Regions from separate parts of the Ostrinia nubilalis genome. Here region 2 is linked to region 1. The links are chromatin contacts, called in public Hi-C maps. All regions are on one chromosome and are shown on one strand. Each heading gives the region's core, a stretch centred on a gene start, on an enhancer-like site or on the middle of the called end of the contact. The rest is flanking DNA. Distances are from core to core; before and after follow the strand shown. Region 1 holds the start of LOC135087683 (zinc finger CCCH domain-containing protein 13-like). Region 2 holds the start of LOC135087690 (DNA-directed RNA polymerase II subunit RPB2).

Region 1 (4,388 bases), core at 1,346-3,845:
CTTGCCTGTCTTTAGAATTAGTTGAACTCTTATCTGGTTCGAGAACACGGTTAGAAATAGCGGCAAGTGCAGCAAGACGTTCTTCAGGTCGAGGAAGAAGCCTCTCCATGGGCTTATTCGGTTTTTCTAAACCCTTGTCAGCACCACCTCTGTTACCCAAGCCTCGATCACGACCGCGTCGCTTATCATCTCTTTTACTCTCCTTGTTACGGTCACGGCCTCTATCTTTTCTATCATGCCTATCTTTATCGTCATGTTTATCTTTTCTTCGTTCAAGCGAACGATCTTTATGGTCTCGACCCCGATCGCGATCTCTGCTTGCTGATCGCTTCCTATGACGCTCTGAACTCCCATCGCGTCTTACTTGTTTTTTTGGCGAAACAGGTCGACTACGTTCAGAGCTTTCTTTTTTTCGGAGATCTTTTGGGTGTGGACGCGGTGATCGAGATCGTCCTTTTCTTGGAGACCTACTACGGCCTCTGGCACGATCCCTATCTTTATCGCGTTCTTTTTCTCTGTCTTTATCTTTATTACTACGATCCCGCTCCTTATCTCTGTCTCTAGGCGAAACACTGCGATTTCTTTCTCTTCTTTGAGGCGATTTTCCGTGTTTCGCGGTATTTTTTGATAAACTCTTTGACGTTATTGGTGGTGTACCTCCAGATTTCTTACCTGGTGACAATGATTTCTTACCAAGGGCTGGCTTAGTAGCAGGCTTTTTCTTAGGTATTTCACTTTTCTTTAACCTGTCATCCTTTTTTGGAGTGCCTTTCTTTTCACTTTTATCTCTTTTTGGATCTGTTTTAATGAATTTCTTTTTAGATGGAACATCACCTTCTGAAGAAGAACTTGAATTCCTTTTTAATTTGCCTTTCTTACCTTTCCTTCTAGCCTCCCTGGAAATATAGAAAAATAGTAAAAAAAGGGTAAACCATACCATTTATATGCATAATTATGTTAACATGGGCTAGTATCGGCTCATAAACCTATTTACCTAACACTGTATAAAAATAAAATAAATATAAAAGAAAAGAAGTTTGTAAAGAAAGTTCAAAAACTGCCTTCAAAAGTGGCAGAAACTGCAGTTCCCACAGCAGGAACCTTGCTCACAGGCTCCACTTATTGCCTGTATTCTTATAGTTTAATTTTTTTTTTGCCTGGAGCCTCGTTGATTTTTTGGTTTGTATGTATTGTATAACCCTTGAGGTCTCACTCAAGCCAGTAGCTTGTAAACTCTTAAACTTACAGGGCAGTGATATTTGGTTGATTTTTGTAACTTTCAATGAAAGTGGTATAAAGAAACTGACCTTTTACTTGTTGTTTTTAAAATGATTTCAGTTTTAGGTCCATATTGTAAAAATCACTAGAGCATGACAATTCAAACTAATCTCAAATCTATGATTGGTATCAATATTCAAATTAATCTAATCACTATGCTCTATTTTAAGTTTTGATAAATGTTGTTTTAAGGGGGAGCTAACATTGTCTCACACTTCAAGGAAGAGTTCCCCATCTCAGTCTCATAATCATTATTGAAATACAAGTAAAAAACTGTTTATATGAGCAAGTAGATCCTTGTAGATCCTAACCTACACTCAGTATTTTATTCACCATAAACATGCATGATCTAGGTTGAACCTTGAACATTCGCCTTAGCAAAATCAGTCATTCAAGTTTTTAATAGATAGGTACTTAATATCTTAGGAAGTGTCATCAACATGAAATGTTGGTCACCATGTATAACTTTCTCTATCATAAAATCAGAACAGAAATCTTTTGTCCTGTTTAATATCCTACACTCTGACCTTTACAATAAAGTTCTAAGTGTTGTTTTTCAGTTTTAAGTTGTATCTTAGCTTTTTAATCAAGTAAGTAAAACTACAACAGACAGCAGATTATAGAAGCAATTTACTTCAGTCCATAATCGTACCTGCCAGATGAAGATGATGACGTGCTGCCATCTGATGACGAGGATGATATGCTGGAGGAGCTAGAACTCCGTGACGATGAAGTACTTGAAACAACTTTCTTTTTGTCTTTACGCATGTCTTTACTACAATCCATTTTCATTTGCAATTCCAATTCTCGTTGCAACTGCTGTCTCCTTTTTTCGAGGACGTCAGTATCGGCGTATTCTAAGTCATTTTGGTCCCAGTTGTCAATTTCGCCGTCTGGACTACGGCCCGAACGCACTACCACGGTAGAATGCAGTCTATTCTTGCCATCGTCTTTCACCAAACGCTTTTGTTCACTGTCCTTATTGGCCGCACGCTGCTTTGATGGGCTAATCAATGTATGTGTGGCTGCAAATTTACAACTTTTACCGTAAGCGCAATTACCATGCTGAGCCCACTGTCTACAATGTTCAGTTGTTTTTTTCACACTCGCAGTTTTCTTAGTACCGAGACGCTCAAAAACGCTGGGTCTATTCGATAGGTCCTTGGTTTTCGGTAATTCCACGGTGATTTTTCTTTTTCCTTGTTTTGACATTATAGAGGAAAAACATTTGTCTCACAATTAAAACTGAAATCGATCACAAAAATAAAATTTTGTCACCGGCACAAAGTCCGCCATTGTTAACCACAGATAACAAAGAACACAGGTCACAGACTAATAAAATTTTAAAATAGATGTTGTCAAAGAGTATATAAAATCTTGTGCGTAGGTATATCCGATGCCGATACTATGGATCACTGTCGATACGGACGGAAGATTTTGGTTTTTAAGCCGTTGAGTGTATGTTTTTAAAGATTGTCTAGCGCAAATCACGCGCTGCTGGAGACCCGGCTGAATGTTGACATGGCATGTTTTTGTTGATTATGTAGGGAAAGAAGTGATAGAAACCCGGTTAAATAAAAACTTATAGCCTGACCAGGAACATAAAAACCCTCGCCATGTTGCGGAAAACTAATGGTACTAATTTCTTTTAATGGCAACAGTAACTGAAAACTTCATTGACATGTCACCTTGCATGTCAGTCTATTGCTGTCAAAGTGTAAACAAACTTTATTTTAAATGTGCGCAATTGATTTTGTGAATTAAATTGCTAAAATCTTTTTACAGTCGTGAAAGAAAAGTGGTTCACAATGTGTTAAAGTATTTATCGAAGAGAAATACTAAGGGTTCGGACAATATTTTCATTGAATAATGTTTCCGACAAAGGTTGTCAAATTGACTGACATGTTTATCGTATAGTACAGTCCACTATGAAAATTAGCTGTGGTTTGTTTCAAATACCTATTTTAAAGTTTTTTGTCACTTTCTAAGTGTTGAATTTTATGGAATTGGGAAAGAAGTACCGAGTTTGAAGCGTTCATGAGCAGACATTGCAGTTGAATATTCAAGTTCTGAATTTGATTATTGATGAATAATAAAATAAATCATACTAGCTCGATTGGTGGTTTCATTTAATTTATTTAAACCAGATTACCTATATAATCTTTATTCGTTAATTTATGAAAATATCAATTAATTAGGACGTAATCCTGAATCCTGATACATAAAGTTAGCCTATTAATTTAACACAGGTACGACTGTACTCAGTGTTGCACTATCAAATGCAATTGACGCGCCTCTATGCCAGGGTTTTTATGTTCCTGGTCAGGCTATACTCTCACACTTCATTGCATGCATGCGACACGTCACACCCGCATATACAGTGTGAGTCACGTTAAAGTGTACATATGAAAATAGATGAAACTAGACCTATTTTTATAGACAAAAAAGAGGTCAAAAAATTTTTGAGATTTTTTTTAAATTTTTTATAGAATTTTTTTTCTTCCAATTACTTATTGTAAAGAAAACGTAATAACTTTTAAACTAAGCGGTATATCCTGATAAAATAAAAACAGTAATAATGCTAAATAATAGGCGATATTAAAAAAATACATAAAATACACAAAAAAGGCCAACAAATAATAAAAAAATATACTTTTTGAAAAAAATCTGCTTTTAAATTCGTGTTTTTTTGGTTATTTGATATATTTCTCCAAAAAATGCCCCTATAACCGGTGGTTTTTATTACTTTGTATTATTCTCTATCGTATTACCTTCGTAAAACCAAAAATTGCATGTCTCTATACCTATCACAACGTTTGCAATGATCGTTTGAACTAAGCCTCTCCGGGCGCGCCATTCAACGTTTCGTTAACAACGAAACTGAAAATGGCTCTAGATTTGTAATTTTGATAAAGAAAAGTTAGATTTCAAATAAAAACAAAAGATTTCGAAGTAAAATAAGCATTTTAGTTAAAATTAAAATTCTCTCTACCTGTAGCGGAGAATAATGTTGTGGCAGGCCTTTGTTCAAACGATCATAGTAAATGTTGTGATAGGGATAGAGACATGCGATTTTTAGTTTTACAAAGATAATACAATAGAGAATAATA
Region 2 (4,388 bases), core at 1,246-3,745, 160 kb after region 1:
TTGTATCCAGTGTAACATAAAATAGCAACAATGGAATTAATGCCAGCTGGAAGTTCTCTGAATCGCAGATATTCCATGGACCGTGTAGTAACCAATGGCTTGTGTGGATAAAACAGCACATGAGCAAGTGTGTCCATTCTAACATGGAAGTTTGTAATATAAACCCCCATGGCCTGTTTACCCATAGCACTTTGATAAGTGTTCCTGGGACTTTGGTTGTGATCAGGGAATGGAATAATAGATGCACATACACCTAATATCATTGCAGGATGGATCTCACAGTGAGTGTAGGTTGTACAATAAGCATATTCTTTAACTTGGGCCAAATCATCAGGGCTCATGGCAATCATGACTGTCTCCTCTTCCAAAGTATCAATGTATTCAACAACACCACTTGCAACTAAATTTTGCCAGCCATAATTATTGTAATCTCTTTCTTTAAGATTGTCAATGTGCTTTTTCTTTAAAAGTAGAGCTCCATTCTCAACAATCAGCAATGGACGACATATTCTACCCGCATCTGTATAAATTCTAATTTCCCTGTCTCGAATATCACGAATCATGCTCACTTCTGAGACAATAATATCCATCTGACGTCTTAGTTTTCTTAGAGTGGCCATAAGTTGTTCAGGATCTCTATGGATACCAACCCAGCAACCATTGACAAATATCTTTGTTGCATCAGCTATGGCAGATGGTGCTATTTCTTCTAAATTTTCCATAGACCACTCTTCCAAGAACTCCAATATAGGTGATGGCTGACTTCCAACAGATATGTAAGCCATCAATGCCAGATTCTTCACCAGACCTACAGCAGCACCTTCTGGTGTTTCAGCTGGACAAATCATTCCCCAAAGTGTATTGTGCAACTGTCGGGGCTTAGCTAGCTTACCATCTCGACCAATTGGTGAGTTGACACGTCTTAGATGAGATAATGTTGAGGCAAATGTCAACCTGTTCAACACCTGTGACACTCCAGCTCGAGCTTGATGAGCTTTCTTTTGATCACCCCAATTTCCTGTAGCTAGAGAATATCTCAACCCATCAGTGATAATTTTAGTTTTTATTGCCAGCTCTAAATTGAAATCTTTTCCTCTATCAATGAATTTTTGAGCATACATTCTTACTTCTTTCAACAAGTTCTTGAACAAGCCTCGGAACAAAAATGCCAATAAAGGCCCAGCCAAATCCAAACGTTTATTTCCATAATGATCTCGATCATCCAGTTCTCGGCGTCCCAATGCAGCCAGAAGTAGTCTGTGAACCATGTATCCCAAGAAGTAAGTCTTTTTAGTCTCACAAAAATCAGAGACTCCTACATGTGGTAACATTTCTTTTTGTAAAATTTCTCTAGCATACTTGATACGCTTTTCTTTAGTGACACCTGGTCGGGCCCCACGAGCACCAATGAAGTTGAGTGCAACGTTTTGTTCTTGAATAACAAAAGCCTCATCTAATGAAGGTTTCACCATCTCCATCATTTCAGGATCATCAAAGTCATAGATAATATGTTCCAATATATCTCTGTCTGCTACAAACCCAAGGGCTCTGAATACAATCATGATGGGTATTTCTTGTTTGATGTATGGAACAATAGCAATGATTCTTTGACCAATAGCAGATTTCTTTATACTTTGCCCTCCTCTGGCCATCATGTTCACCCATAAAGTTGAGGTAGGTCTTGAGCTGTGTTCAAGACATGACCTAATTTCTGTTTTGTAAGCAAACTTTCCATCTTTCATGCTGAAGACATAAACAGTATTTGTGGCCATCTTTTCCTGTGCAATAAGGACTTTTTCAGAACCGTTGATGATAAAGTAACCACCAGGATCTAATGGACATTCATTCAATTCAGTCAAATCTCTGTCAGTTAGATTGCTAAGTAGGCAATAAGTCGAACGCAGCATAATTGGGATTTTCCCGATAAAGGTTTTTTGATGTTGCGTTTCAATTGGATCTTCATTCTCTTTTACAATGGTCTTGGTTATATCAACGTAAAGAGGAGCTGAATAAGTCAGATTCCGAAGACGTGCTTCATTAGGCATCATAGGCGAAGGAGCACCATCTTTTTCCCAGTGAGTAGGTTTGGATAAATAGATTTGATCAAACTTTAGAAGATATTTAGGAGGGGTCTCTATTTCACCAGACGAATGTTGAGCTTCTGCTTGTAGTTCAATTGGTGGAGAATCTTCTACTATGCGCTGCACAGACATTTGAATAAATTCATCAAAACTATCAAGTTGTTGACGAACCAAACCCTTTTCATCGAAGTACGCGTTGATAACGATCCAACAGGCTTCTTGCCAGAGCTCAGAGGAAATTTCTTCAACATCTTCTTCTTCATATTGATCATCTTCAGTATCATACATGATGATATGGAGAACTGAATCTCCTGAATTGTGATATTTGTGGCAAATTCAATAAAAAATTCGACGTCGACACAATACCTACCGCAACGCGAGGATTGCGGCGAATTCTAAAATGGCTGCTGTCTTTGGGGATACCAGCCCAAAGAAAGATTTTCCTTAATTTTACACAAAATTATTTCTATAAATATTGCGGTTACCAAAAATAACTAAACCTATTTTATTTATCTTCGAAATAATTACAGTCCAAAATAACTACTATTTTATTAAAATACCTAAAGATCGCTTTACATAATTTTAAATTTATTAAGTACTTCATTCATATTCGTATTGATATGGTTCATATGGTTCGATTTCGATACCACTGAGCAGGTAATCACTTTGTTTGATACCACTCGGGCTTATAGATAACCCGTAGTTTATGTTTATTTTAGTTTTCCACTACTGACTGGCTAGCGGATCACCATTGACAAAGGCCGCTATTTTTCTAGTCACTGATATGAACCTCCTCTGTTGCAAATTGTCTATGGTACTTTAAGAATGATACAAGTGACATCTTTGTGGAAAATATCTTGATCTTAAAATAACAGAAATGTAGCTCATTTATTAAGTTGAATAAAGCCTAGTTTCTGAAGGCCGTATCTTTCCATTTGTAACAATTTATTCAACTTAATTGTGACAATGTCTCATAACGAAACTGTGTCGTCGAGTTCCATCACGAGAGGTTCTCGTTATCTAAATCCGGAAAAATTTTCAACGGATCCAAGTACGCCCGGTGCAGAGCTCCAATGGAGTCATTGGCTGCATACATTCCAAAACTTCATATCAGAAGAGATAAGTAATGCTAGTCCTGACTTAAAATTAAAGCTACTTATCAACTATTTGGCGCCTGGAGTCTTTGCTATAATAAAAGGATGTGCCAGTTATGACGAAGCAATAGAATTACTTAAAAAATCATACGAGAAACCTCGGAATCGTATTCTAGCTCGGCACATCCTCTCAACAAGACAGCAAAAGCCTGAGGAATCTATACGTGATTATGTTCGTGCCTTGAAACTGTTAGCCCAAGATTGTGATTTTCACGCTGTGACTGCCGAACAAAATCAAAACGATTTCATGTGTATTGCATTCATATCGGGTATCAACTCTCAAAGAATCCGTCAAAGACTGTTGGAAAATTTTACATTGTCATTCGATGACGCACAGAACCAGGCACTGACACTTGAAACCGCCGAAAAAAGTTTGCACTCTTTCTCAATTTCATCTAATCCGACCTCATTGCTTAACGCTATACCGGTTCAACCAGAACAAGAAAAGGAGGTCGATGATAATTTAGCCGCTGTTAATTTCGGTCATAAAAAAACGTCGATGTTTTTTTTGCGGTGGTAATGTACATCAACGTATAAAGTGTCCTGCGTTTCATTCGCAATGCCAATTATGCTCCAAGAAAGGACATTTTGCAAATGTATGTCGGAGCAGTGGTGGAACGAGTCCTAAAATGAATGCTGTAACTCAAGATACACCTACGGAGGCAGCGTCGGTAATTGCAGCCGCTCCAGGAAGTCTGCGAAAAGCGACTATCCCCATAACTATTAACGACTACCTTGCAGACGCACTCGTTGACACAGGAAGTTCAGTAAGCTTTATTGACAAAGGTTTGGCTGAAACATTAAAACTAAAGAAGAAACGTTGCAGTCAGTCTATTACACTAGCATCGCTAAGCCATACCTCTATAGTAGAAGGATCGTGTTCCGTAACTTTAAAGATCGATAAACATATTTACCCGAAACGGAATTTGCTGATTGTAAACAACTTGTGTGCAGACGTCATAATTGGGCATGATATACTAAAAACACATTCTTCGCTCATTTTGAACTTCGGTGGTGAGGAGGAGCCCCTCAGCGTCTGTAACGTAATGGAAGCCTCGGTTCCTCCTGCTTCAATTTTCACAAATCTCACTCCTTCTATTAAGCCCATTGCTATCAAGTCCAGGAGGCACAACGATGAAGACGAAGCCTTTAT

What was found. A called contact is a pair of places that touch in the nucleus more often than the background predicts.
Region 2: a contact with region 1 is called in a Hi-C map of whole body, with 4 times the contacts expected there. The contact joins the promoter of LOC135087690 here to the promoter of LOC135087683 in region 1. A contact is called at or near these places in 2 of 5 Hi-C or Micro-C datasets (both in whole body).

What each region holds. Positions count from the first base shown.
Region 1 is chr3:5,402,247-5,406,634 of ilOstNubi1.1, forward strand. LOC135087683 (zinc finger CCCH domain-containing protein 13-like) reads right to left here and starts at 2,596. Exons shown (of 9, transcript XM_063982430.1): 1 at 1,931-2,596; 2 at 1-896. The coding sequence starts at 2,490.
Region 2 is chr3:5,566,810-5,571,197 of ilOstNubi1.1, forward strand. It overlaps LOC135087690 (DNA-directed RNA polymerase II subunit RPB2), which reads right to left and starts at 2,496. Exons shown (of 1, transcript XM_063982438.1): 1 at 1-2,496. The coding sequence starts at 2,369.